Regions from separate parts of the Muntiacus reevesi genome. Here regions 1 and 2 are each linked to region 3. Evidence: chromatin contacts called from public Hi-C data. All regions are on one chromosome and are shown on one strand. Each heading gives the region's core, a stretch centred on a gene start, on an enhancer-like site or on the middle of the called end of the contact. The rest is flanking DNA. Distances are from core to core; before and after follow the strand shown. Region 1 holds the start of MRPL4 (mitochondrial ribosomal protein L4). Region 2 holds the start of CDKN2D (cyclin dependent kinase inhibitor 2D). Region 3 holds the start of CDC37 (cell division cycle 37, HSP90 cochaperone).

The links. Hi-C and Micro-C count contacts between places; a contact is called where the count stands out from the background.
Region 1: a Hi-C map of blood shows a contact between it and region 3, with 3 times the contacts expected there. The contact joins the promoter of MRPL4 here to the promoter of CDC37 in region 3. A contact is called at or near these places in 2 of 3 Hi-C or Micro-C datasets (blood and muscle).
Region 2: a contact with region 3 is called in a Hi-C map of muscle, with 12 times the contacts expected there. The contact joins the promoter of CDKN2D here to the promoter of CDC37 in region 3. A contact is called at or near these places in 2 of 3 Hi-C or Micro-C datasets (blood and muscle).

Annotation. Positions count from the first base shown.
Region 1 is chr1:193,714,899-193,718,457 of mMunRee1.1, reverse strand. MRPL4 (mitochondrial ribosomal protein L4) reads right to left here and starts at 2,065. Exons shown (of 9, transcript XM_065917740.1): 1 at 1,775-2,065; 2 at 1,622-1,688; 3 at 1,394-1,544. The coding sequence starts at 1,831.
Region 2 is chr1:194,014,980-194,018,694 of mMunRee1.1, reverse strand. CDKN2D (cyclin dependent kinase inhibitor 2D) reads left to right here and starts at 1,872. Exons shown (of 3, transcript XM_065932689.1): 1 at 1,872-1,907; 2 at 2,184-2,339; 3 at 3,305-3,715. The coding sequence starts at 2,199. The coding sequence ends at 3,664. It overlaps AP1M2 (adaptor related protein complex 1 subunit mu 2), which reads left to right. Exons shown (of 12, transcript XM_065932705.1): 12 at 1-273.
Region 3 is chr1:193,877,416-193,880,863 of mMunRee1.1, reverse strand. It overlaps CDC37 (cell division cycle 37, HSP90 cochaperone), which reads left to right and starts at 1,740. Exons shown (of 8, transcript XM_065917756.1): 1 at 1,740-1,946. The coding sequence starts at 1,845.

The DNA of each region.
Region 1 (3,559 bases), core at 816-3,315, 160 kb after region 3:
GCCATAAGGGTGGTGTCATCTGCATATCTGAGGTTATTGATATTTCTCCCGGCAATCTTGATTCCAGCTTGTCCTTCATCCAGCCCGGCATTTCGAATGATGCATTTTTATGATTAGAAAGGCCAAGTCTGGCCTGCTGCCTGTTTTTGTAAATATGCTTGACTAGAACACAGTCATGCTCATCCACTTACTCATTGTGTACAGCTGCTTTTGTACTGCATCAGCAAAGATGAGTAGTTACCATGGAGACATTACAGCCTTCAAAGCCTATAATATGTACTCCCTGGCTCTTTACAGAAGTTTGCTGTCCCAGCTCTAGACTGGGAGCAGCATCAGCAACCTCAGTGCTCATTCACTGCTATATCCCTGACACCCAGAATGGAACTGGGCACCTGGTAAGCACTTCCTAAGTATTTACAGAATAAATAAAATGCTTTCTCTCTTTTTTTTTTTTTACCTCACAGCATATGCAATCTTATTTCCCCAACCAGTGATGGAACCCATGCCCCCTGCAGTGGGAGCTCAGAGTCTTAACCACCAGGGAAGTCCCAAAATACATTGTTTTTAAATTTTTTTTCTTTGCTCACCCCTTAGCAGATTGGGATTCTGTAAAACAGGGGACAAACCATACAAACATTATAGTAATAAATCAACAGCAGTTACTATCTGCCAGACACAGTAGACATGAGACATCAAACTCCTTTGCAAGTGAAAACTTAGTCCTGGGAGTTGGCCCATATACTGTTGAGTATATAGTTTACAAGCTATGTGACCATAGGCAGATTTCTTAACTTGACTGCGCTGTTTCTTTAGCTACAAAATAAAGAATAAAAAAATAATAAAAAGAAAAAAAATAATAATAAAAAGGAATTCCCTGGTAGCCCAATGGTTAGGACTTTGCACTTTCACTATGGAGAGCCTGGGCTCACTCCCTGGTCAGTGAACTAAGAGCCCACAAGCCACATGGTCAAAAAAAATGAAAATAAAATCAAAATGCAAACAGGCTGTGCCAGACACACAGTAAGGACTTAACCACTGTTAGTGCCCATTTTTGCAAAAACCAATAACAGCAACAATACTCAACATTTCTATAGACCATATTATGGGCCAGAATTATCTCATTTAATTTCTTGAGGTTTGACAGAATGGAGACATTGAAGCACAGGGAGAAGGTAGGATTCCAATCCAGTCACTCGGGATAGAGTCCTGTGCCCTTAACCCACAAAGAACGTTACCTCTCAACCCTCGCCTTCACACAACTCTGAAGCAAGAAAAACCATCATTCCCTTTTGACAGCTGGAGAAAATGAGGCTCGAACCCAGGTCATCCTGATTCCTAAACCCCCGATCCTCGTCCCTCGGCCACCCAGTTCACCATTTCAGCTCCCACTAACCTGGGCGCCGTGGAGAAAACGTCTGGGTGAAGCTCGGTCAGACCCACGCGCTCCTGCTCATAGCCCCGCAGAGATTCAACCCAGGCCTGCACGGGACGCCGGTGCAGGGGTACCGGGAGCTCGCACCTGCGCAGCACAGGTGCCTGGGGACCTGGAACGATTGGGAAGTCAGGAGTAAGGGTCAGAGTTCCCAGTCGCCACCCTTCCTGGGGTGACCAGTAACCTCACCTGTGCTCGCCAAGGGTTCTGGTTTCTCTGCCGGCTGCACTGCCTCTTCTGCCAGCGCGTTCAGGCCCTGTAAACGGTGGGCGGGAATGAGAGAGAAACCCCGGGGCCCTCCAACTTTTATCCTCCGACCCCGCCCTCCGTCCCCGGCCTCACCCGGCAGCCCCTAGGCCGAAGCCAGGCCCGGGCCCCCGCCCGGACTAGCTGCAGCATCTTCGCGAAAGCTCTCCACGCTTAGAGAGGTCAAGGCTTCCTCTGGAGTCTCGAGACGCCTCGAGATGACGTCACTCCCGCGACACCGCCTGCTGGACTTGTTTTCGGCGTAGGAAAGCGGGGCATGCAAGATTGAGGACCTCGATCGCCTCAGCGTGCCCGTACCTCCGCCCCAAGACTAACCCCCAAACCCCAATTTTCTCTGCAGGCCTAAGAACTCTCGGCAACTCCGCGAGTGCAAGCCCACAGTGAGAAACCCCGCCCCTCCTTCGGTCCCGCCCCCAAAGAGCCTGAGGAAATCCAGCCAATGAAACCTCCCTACTCAAAGGACACGCTCCTCATTCAGCCAATGAGCTGTTAAGTATGAAAAAAAAAAGTTCTGGGGCGGGCACTAAAGGGAAAAGGGCCAATAGTTGTTACGCTTTTATGTCGGCCACGCCCTCTAGGTCCCGCCCCATTGGGGCCCCGAAGACTCTAAGCTGCGGTTTCTGCAGGAACGTGGATTTTTGTTTGTTTAAATGCAGGGCTTTATCTCCCGCAGAAAGCCCTCAGGATAGGACCTGGCGGATAGATCCCCAGGGTATGTCCCCGTTCAATGCCTCAGGTTAGGGATGTGTCTCCCTCATCTCCTTGGCCAAAATGTCGCGTCTCATACAGCCCGAGTTCTCGGAGAGCACAGTGGGAACTCCGCAGATCCTAGCTTGCTCTCTCGTCCCCCCTCACAATAGAAATCCAAATGCTCATTTTAAAAAATAATTTTAGGGACTTCCCTGATGGCCCTGTGGTTAAGACTCTGAGCTCCCAATGCAGGGGGCCCAGGTTCGATACCTGGTCAGGGAACTAGATCCCACATGCTGCAACTGAGACCTGGTGCAGCCAAACAAATGAATAAATAAAAAATAAATAAGATAATAATAATTTTATTCATTTATTTGTTTATTTAGGTTAGTTCTTCCTTGGTGCACTAGCTTTTCTCTAGTTTGGGGCCATGGGTTTCTAAATGCAGTGGTTTTTTTGCCGAGCACGGAGCTCTAGGCAAGTGGGCTTCAGTAGTTGGGTACCTGGACTCAGTATTTGCGGCCTCTGGGGTCTAGAGCACACGCTCAATAGTTTTGGCTCACAGGCTTAGTTGCTCCGGGGCATGTGGGATCCTTCGCGACCAGGTATTGAACTCGTGTTTCCTGCATCGCCAGGCCGATTCTTTACCACTACTGAGCCACCAGAGAAGCCCCAAATGTTCCTTTTCTAGGTTCTTTGCCACGTTCCCCGTCGGGCCTCCAGGCGGCGCCACGAACACATAGCAGCCTTTCTTGCCGGGCCAGACCTGAGCATTTGGCTGCCAGCGCGATTTGAACCGAGTTCAGTGGCTTAGAACGTGTTCTCTGAGTCAAATTCAGTGTACTCATCTGGAAGATGGGGAGGTTGTAAGATTCGATGAAATGACTGAGACAAGGCATGTCATGTGTGAAACATGCAGAGCATTATTATATTATTGTTATTAACTGAAGGTGAGTTTTGTCATCAAATCAACACAAGAACCAAGGCAGGAAAAGGGGTGGGCGCTGGCGGACCGGAATGCTGTGCTAAAGATGTAAGACATTGTTTCTTTTCCTTTTTAAATTTTCATCTGATATATGACATATGGATATTTTCGTGAAGTATTAATGAAATTTACAATGTTATATTTCATTGTGTACTTTATTCTTGTAAGAACTGTGAATGTGTTTT
Region 2 (3,715 bases), core at 623-3,122, 140 kb before region 3:
CCCTTGAATTATTGGTTTGTTACTCCCAGCACCTGACTTGCTCCTTCCTTTTTCCCTTACTGGTAGGCTGGGAGTGATAGTCTCCAGCTCTCAGACTCTCACCCCTCCCTCTCCTCCCATTTTATATGAAGAAATAGGAGAGGGGCTTGAAGTCCCCCTCATGAGTGCCTTCTTGCAGTGACCTGCCTTAGGAGGTGTGGGGAGTCCCTCCTCCACAGCTGCTGAGCCCAGAGGCTCCGCTGGCCCATTTCTGAGTTTTAGGATGACATTAAAAAGATGAATCTAGCTGCTGTTACGTACTTCTTGGCTGGGGGATGGGGATGCCGGGGTGTCCCTGGAGTGCTGGGATAAGAGTGGGCAACATATATCCATTTCTCAGACCTGGTCATCTCTCATCTGAGCCCTCGCGATTGCCTCCACCTTGGTCTCCCAGGCTCTGGGCTTCCCTCTCCCATGACAGTCACGTTCCCCTTCTCATGACAGCCAGTTCCCATCACAGCCACCAGAGGGCGCCTATAACTCCTAAACCAGATCGTGGCTCCTCAATACAGAAGCTTCCCAGGGTTTTCCGCTCTGATTTTTGTCGTTCTGGGCAGCATCCGGGACTGTAGTTCCCGACCAGGGACTGAACTGGACCCCCCTGCAGCGGATGCGTGGAGTCTTAACCACTGGACCGCCAGGGAAATTCCCCATTCTTTTTCAAAAGTAAAAGTGCTCACCGCAGCCCACAAGCCTGTTCAGCTCTCACCTCCTCCCCCTTCTCTCCCTTTATACCTCACTCTTCCTGGACTTACTAGACATGTTTCCACCTCGGCCTTTGAATCTGTAGCACCTCCATCTGGTATGTTTTTCCCGAGAGCCACATGGCTCCTTCCCTCACCTTCAGTTCTCAAATCAAATGTCACCTTCTCAGGGCGGCCATCCCCGACCTCTCTATTTCAAAGCCTTCTTTTCCCAAGACACTATTATTTATCTCGTTTTGTCAGCTCCACAGTGTTTACCACTCTGAAAATATTTATTGTCGTCTCCAACTCTAAAAGGTAAGCATCCAGCAGCCAGGAGGCACCCGGCTTGCTCTCCAATGGAATGCCTAGTACACAGTAGGGGGTCAGTAAATGTGTGAAGGCCCCGCTGTTGAAGGCCTCTGTTAAGGGCCTCCGACGTGACTCTCGCCTCTCAGGCTCACCCACGTGGCAGCTGGAGAATAAACTTTCTTCCACGCCCTTGCATTTGCTGTGCCAGGGCTGGCGCAATCCGAGCCAAACGTGATTCCTTTCTCACTCACCCCATATCCATGCTTTATTTTGCTCACGGTGCTTAACACTAAAATTACTTAGTAGCTCGAATGCAGGCCCCCCAGCGCCAGGAACGGCTTCGGCACCCAGTGAATGAATGAAATAAAGCGCTCTGCACAGTAAGAACTAACAAATATCGCACCGCATAACTCCAAGCTGGACGGTCCCAGCCCTGCCTCCCTTTCCCTCGGAGGTGCCGAGGTCCCGGAGCAGCCCGCGCTACCCTGCTCCTGACCTTTCTCCCCTGGGTCAGTTAAACGGGCCCTCTTTCCCGCCCGCCGGTCGCTTTTGAAAAACCGAAAACCCCGCCATTGTCCGCGGTCCACCGGTCGCCGCAGTTCGTCCAATCAGGAGCGGGCCCGCCCACGCCGGCGCCCAAAGCCTCCCTGGCGACGCGTGGCCATTGGCTGCGCTGGCCAGGAGGGCGGAGCACTACAGGGTCGGGAGCCGGGCAACTCGGCTGGGCTACAACGTAGCAAGTTCATAAGAAAACAAATCAGCGGCGTTTGGGGGCGGGGCCGCGAGAGCTCTGGCTCCGCCCCCTAGCGGCCTGCTCCACAGCGGCGGAGACGCTGGCTCAGAACAGACCCCGCCCGTCGAGGAGGAGGGAGGGTGAGTTGGGGGGAGACCCGGCCCCCAAGGGGCGGGCGCCGGGCAGGGCCCTGCGGGCTAGCGGAGGGTTGGGCCCGGGCTCTCAGTCCCTCTCTACCCACCGGGTGACAGGGGGAGGAGCCGGCCGGGAGGGCGGGGGTCGCGCCGGAGACCCGTACAGGAGAATCCGACCCGGAGCCTCGTTGCAGGCCGGGGACGCTGCGGGGGGGCTGTCTGGGCCAGCGCCGTGTGCTCCCCCGCACTGACCGCCGCGGGGTGGGGCGGGGGGCTTCACAGGCCGCCAGGGTCGACATGCTGCTGGAAGAGGTCCACGCCGGCGACCGGCTGAGCGGGGCGGCGGCCCGAGGAGACGTGCAGGAGGTGCGCCGCCTTCTGCACCGCGAGCTGGTGCACCCAGACGTTCTGAATCGCTTTGGCAAGACGGCGCTGCAGGTGAGCCCGGGCCGGCCCGCAGACCCCTTCCCTCTTCTCTCCTTGTTCCCGTTGGTAGCCGACTGAGGTCTGTTCCTGCATCTCTGGGCTGACTTGGCTCCCTGATGTCCCCTTTCTTAGGTGGGTGGTGGATGGGGTTAGGTTGGGGGAGGGGAGAGCTTTCCATCTTTGGAGGATTCCTTGTTCTCTGATTGCGATGGATTCAGTTTCCCTGGAGAAGTTCTTATTCCCTGAGTGAGAGTTCAGCTTCTTTGGATCCTAGTTTCATGAGGGCGGCTCCAATGTCTTGGAGCATCTATGGACGATCCGACCGTAGGAAGGAAGGATTCCTGTTTCCAAGGTGTACCCATTTTCTGGGGGTTCTCTGAGAGGTATCCAGTTTCTTGTGGGGGAGAATCTATTCCTGCGGGGTTTTCATATTGGCCTATGGGAGGGGGGATACCAATAAGGGAATAGTCACAGATTACATGGGAGCCCCTGTTCCCTTGGGGACATTTACAAAAGAGGAATCCCATTTCATCAGAGAAGATCCCTACTATGGAGGGGGAAATTCCTTGGAGAAGGGGTTTTAAATTCCCTGGCCATCTCCTTTTCCTGGAGGGGACTGTTCTCTGAGGTCTGTTTCCTGGTGGGGTTCATATTTCCTGATGATTTCCCATCTGTGGGGAGAAGTGTCTCTGGTTCCTTGGGGGATGGTCTTAGGTTCCTTGAAATTTTCCATGGGGGCTATAGCCAAGCGGGGGGTGACCACTTTTTTGAAGGTCCTTATTCCCAGGAGATCTTGTTCTCTGGGGTCTCAACAGCTGCCTGGAAGTTGATGTTCCCTCGAGTTTCTCCTTCTCTTGAGAACCTTATATCTGGCATTGTCAACTCCTGAATGACCTCTCTCTCCAGTCACCCGTTTCCCTGGACTTCCTCCTTTGGAGACTCCCTGACCCTTCTCTACCCCCCCATCCCCCCACCAGGTCATGATGTTTGGCAGTCCCACCATTGCCCTGGAACTCCTGAAGCAAGGCGCCAGCCCCAATGTCCAGGACGCCTCAGGCACCACTCCGGCCCACGATGCAGCCCGCACTGGATTCCTCGACACCCTAAAAGTTCTGGTGGAGCACGGTGCTGATGTCAACGCACCCGATGGCACAGGGGCGCTCCCCATCCACCTGGCAGTGAGCGAGGGCCACACCCCTGTGGTCAGCTTCCTGGCTGCCGAGTCTGATCTCCATCACAGGGACGCCAGGGGGCTCACACCCCTAGAGCTGGCACGGGGGCGAGGGGCCCAAGAGCTCATGGACATACTGCAGCGGCACACGGTGGCACCTCTGTGACCTGGGGCCACCCACTCCGGCAGCAGGACCCAACTGAGTTCTGTGTCAGAA
Region 3 (3,448 bases), core at 491-2,990:
CTGGGAGCTGGGGCTCCTGGGACCCTGATTCATTGAGGCCAGGAAGCTCCAGTCTCCGAAGCTAGGTAGAGACACCCCTGCCCCCAACCTTCCCCCCACCCCCCGCCCCCGCTCGCCTACCCGGGAATCCCGATTCGGGGTCTTGCCTACACACCCTCAGCCTGGAGGCCAGCCTGAAGCCCTCAACCGGCTACGTGGGGGGCCCTGACTTTCTTGAGGGGCGATGGAAGTCCCCCCTCCCCGCCCAGAGCCCCTCCCTCCTGGGCGCCAGGTCCCCCTCCCGGCCGCAGTCGTAGTCCAAAGCTTACCTTGCACGGGGGCTGGGGAGGGGATGCCCCGCCCTCTCCGACCTGGGGGCGGGAGGGGACCGGGGTGTCCAGACCCTTTGTTTGCCGGTTGTGTGTGTGTGTGTGTGTGTGTGTGTGTGTGTGTATGTGTGAGATCGGGAGCCCCGCTGGGATGTAGGTCCGTGCGCGCGCGTACCCGGGCCTTGACGGCCGCTGTGATGTTGAACTGCCAGGGTTGGAGGAGGAGGAGGAAAGGGGGACTCCCCCGCCCCCGCCCGCCTACTCGCGGGTTTGAATGGACCGTGAGGGGGAGGGGCGGCAGCGGGCGGGCGCTTTTGTCCGGATGGCCCCACCCCTTCTCGGGGCCGGGGAATCCCCCACACCCCATCCATTTAAAGACCTTTACTCCTTTCTCTCCAGCGGCCCCCCAAACGCCTGCTTGGTTGGGGGGGTCTGGAAGAGCCGCCCTTCACACAAGTGGCTGAATCTCCTCCCATTCTCCCTGTCCCCCGCCCTTTAATCTGAGATAATCCTGGCCCTAGGCTGCAACGCAGCCTTTTATCCCGGTATCAAAGCGTGGGTAGGGATATATGAAAGTGTGTGGCTGCGGTCGCCCAAGCTCAGTGTAATGGAGTTCTTAGAGTCCGGGACGAGGAAGGGGATCCCAGACGAAAGGGGGAGGGACTGTGAGGAGTCCCAGAGTACCTCGACGGAGAAAGACCCCCTGCAAGCGCACTTCCAAGCTCTCCCATCCCTCCCCCACCTGGCGCTGGGCCACCAGCACTGGCCGCTAGTTATACACTAGCGACACCCAGCGGACGCAGGGGACAGGCTCCCGAGGCCCGTTAAGTGCGCTCCGGGTGATTCCAGAGGGGGCGTGTATGCGCGAATCCCCGCTAAGGAAGTGGCAGAAGATGGGGAAGGCGAGAGGGCAGGGCCACATCACCCCAGTCTCGACTCCTCGTGGGCAGGGCCATAACCTTCCTTCACTTAGACCCTCCCAGAGCAGGGCCTGTACCCCTTGGACTGCCCAGGTCCTTTCCTATCAGGCACCATCTCCAGCACAAAGTCAAGTCCTTCTTCACAAGAGACGGGAGCGAGGTCTTTTCGCCGAAGCCGAGCCCCAGCAGTGGGCTCAGGGTGACGTCACTGTGGCGTGGCTAAGAGGACAATCCTCTTTCTCAGTCTCTCCAACTGCCCCCTCCCCCAAGGCTGCCGTAAACGCCCACCGTGGAGTTAGCGGGGGATGAGGGGGGCTCGAGGTTGGCGAACCCAACCGTAAATCCCCAGGAGAGGCCTAGCGGACCTCGGAAACCCGATGGGATGAGGTCTCGGCGGACTCCCGAGAGCCGGAACACGTGCTCAGGGCTCTTTAAGAACTCGGTAGCCAGTGCCGCTGCAGCGGTTACTAGGGATGTGACGTCACGCGCGGGCGGGGCGTGCGCGCCCGGGCGGAAGCGGAAGGGGCGGGGCTGCGCGGGCTGAGTCTCAGTGCTGCCGCCGCCTTCGCCGCCGCTGCTGCCACCAGAGCCCGGGAGGGCTGGGCCCCGAGGCAAGATGGTGGACTACAGCGTGTGGGACCACATCGAGGTGTCTGACGATGAAGACGAGACGCACCCCAACATCGACACCGCTAGCCTCTTCCGCTGGCGGCACCAGGTAGAGCGCGCGCGCCCAACCCCTTCCCCCACTCCCGGGACTCCACTTTAGAGTTCTGACCCCTGATACTGCCGGGGGGCCCAGCCATTGATATCTGGGGTTGCCCCCTGCAGCCTGGGCTTTCCGAATAGCCCAGGGTTCCTCGATTCAATTCCGGGGCCATAGAATTGCCGGGACCCCTGAGTTCTTTGCCCGGGATGCCGGCGCCCCCACCCCCACCCCCTTCCAATTTCTTGAAACTCCAGGTTGACGTGTACGTCATCTTTTTAGAGTTTAGACTGCCAAGGCAAGCTTTTGACGTGCCTCCTAATCCTGCTTGGGATCTTCCATTTACACCCAGATTTCTACCTCAGAATCTGGATCCTGAACCTACTCGGGTACCCAGTTGAGATCTTGGCTATTCCATGGCCCTACCTAACCCCTGTGCGCAGTCGCTCAGTCGTGTCCAACTCTTTGTGACCCCGTGGACTGTAGCCCACCAGGCTTCTCTGTCCTTGGGATTCTCCAGGCAAGAATACTGGAGTCGGTTACCATTTTCTTCTCCGGGGGATCTTCTCGATCCAGGGATCGAACCCGCTTCTTTTATGTCTCCTGCATTGGCAGGCAGGTTCTTTACCACTGGCCCCATCTGGAAGCCCTCCAAAACCCTAGAGTTCCCAATAATTTAAGGCTATTCTGCGACCTGCTTCTCTGGATCCTTATGGTTCAAATCCAGAAGTGTTACTCCTCTGAATAAAACAACTCTGTCTTCCCCTGAGATTTCTATTCCTGGCTTGGGACTCCAACCCACATCCAGGACCCCTCCCATAGAACAAAGATTGGTATCCCCCCCCCCCAACCCCCTCCCCCCAGGGCCCTCAGTCTCATCTAGGCCTGGAATTTTGAAACCTGGGTCCTATTCAGAATGAACTACCACCTCCACCCTGATGGAGCCTCCAATTCCGGAGGCTCTCCTTCAACCTCTGGTATGGTTAGACCCAATTTCCCATTACATCAGGAAACCGTACCCACGTGGCTTCCTGCCCAGCCAGAACCCCTGCCCCTCCTTGGTACTGCATACCCAGTCCCCGCCCACCCCCAAGACAGACTTCCAGTGGGAACTTTTGCCAGCTTCAGAATGCCTCATTCAAACCCAAGTCCAGAACCCAAACCCACCCCATCTCCCTTCTGACCCAAACTTGGTCTGCTGTTCTCAGACACCCACAATGACACTGCTGTTACAAGGAACCCTCCCATCCTGAATCCAGATTCACTGCCCCTTCTTTTATCTATTTCCCCCCAAATACAGACCCCCAGAATCCCAAGTCTGTGTGTTCTTTCTACCCGCCCCCCCTGCCGCCCAGCTGTGCTTACCGGCCAACAGAATGACTCTCCTGAGACCTTGTGTGCTAACCTCTTGCTCCACCAACGCAGAGCTCCTGCACCCACATCCCAGGGCCTGCTCTCACACTTAAGGCATATACCTCCTAGAACCTTCCAGTTAGGAAGGCCTCATAGATAGA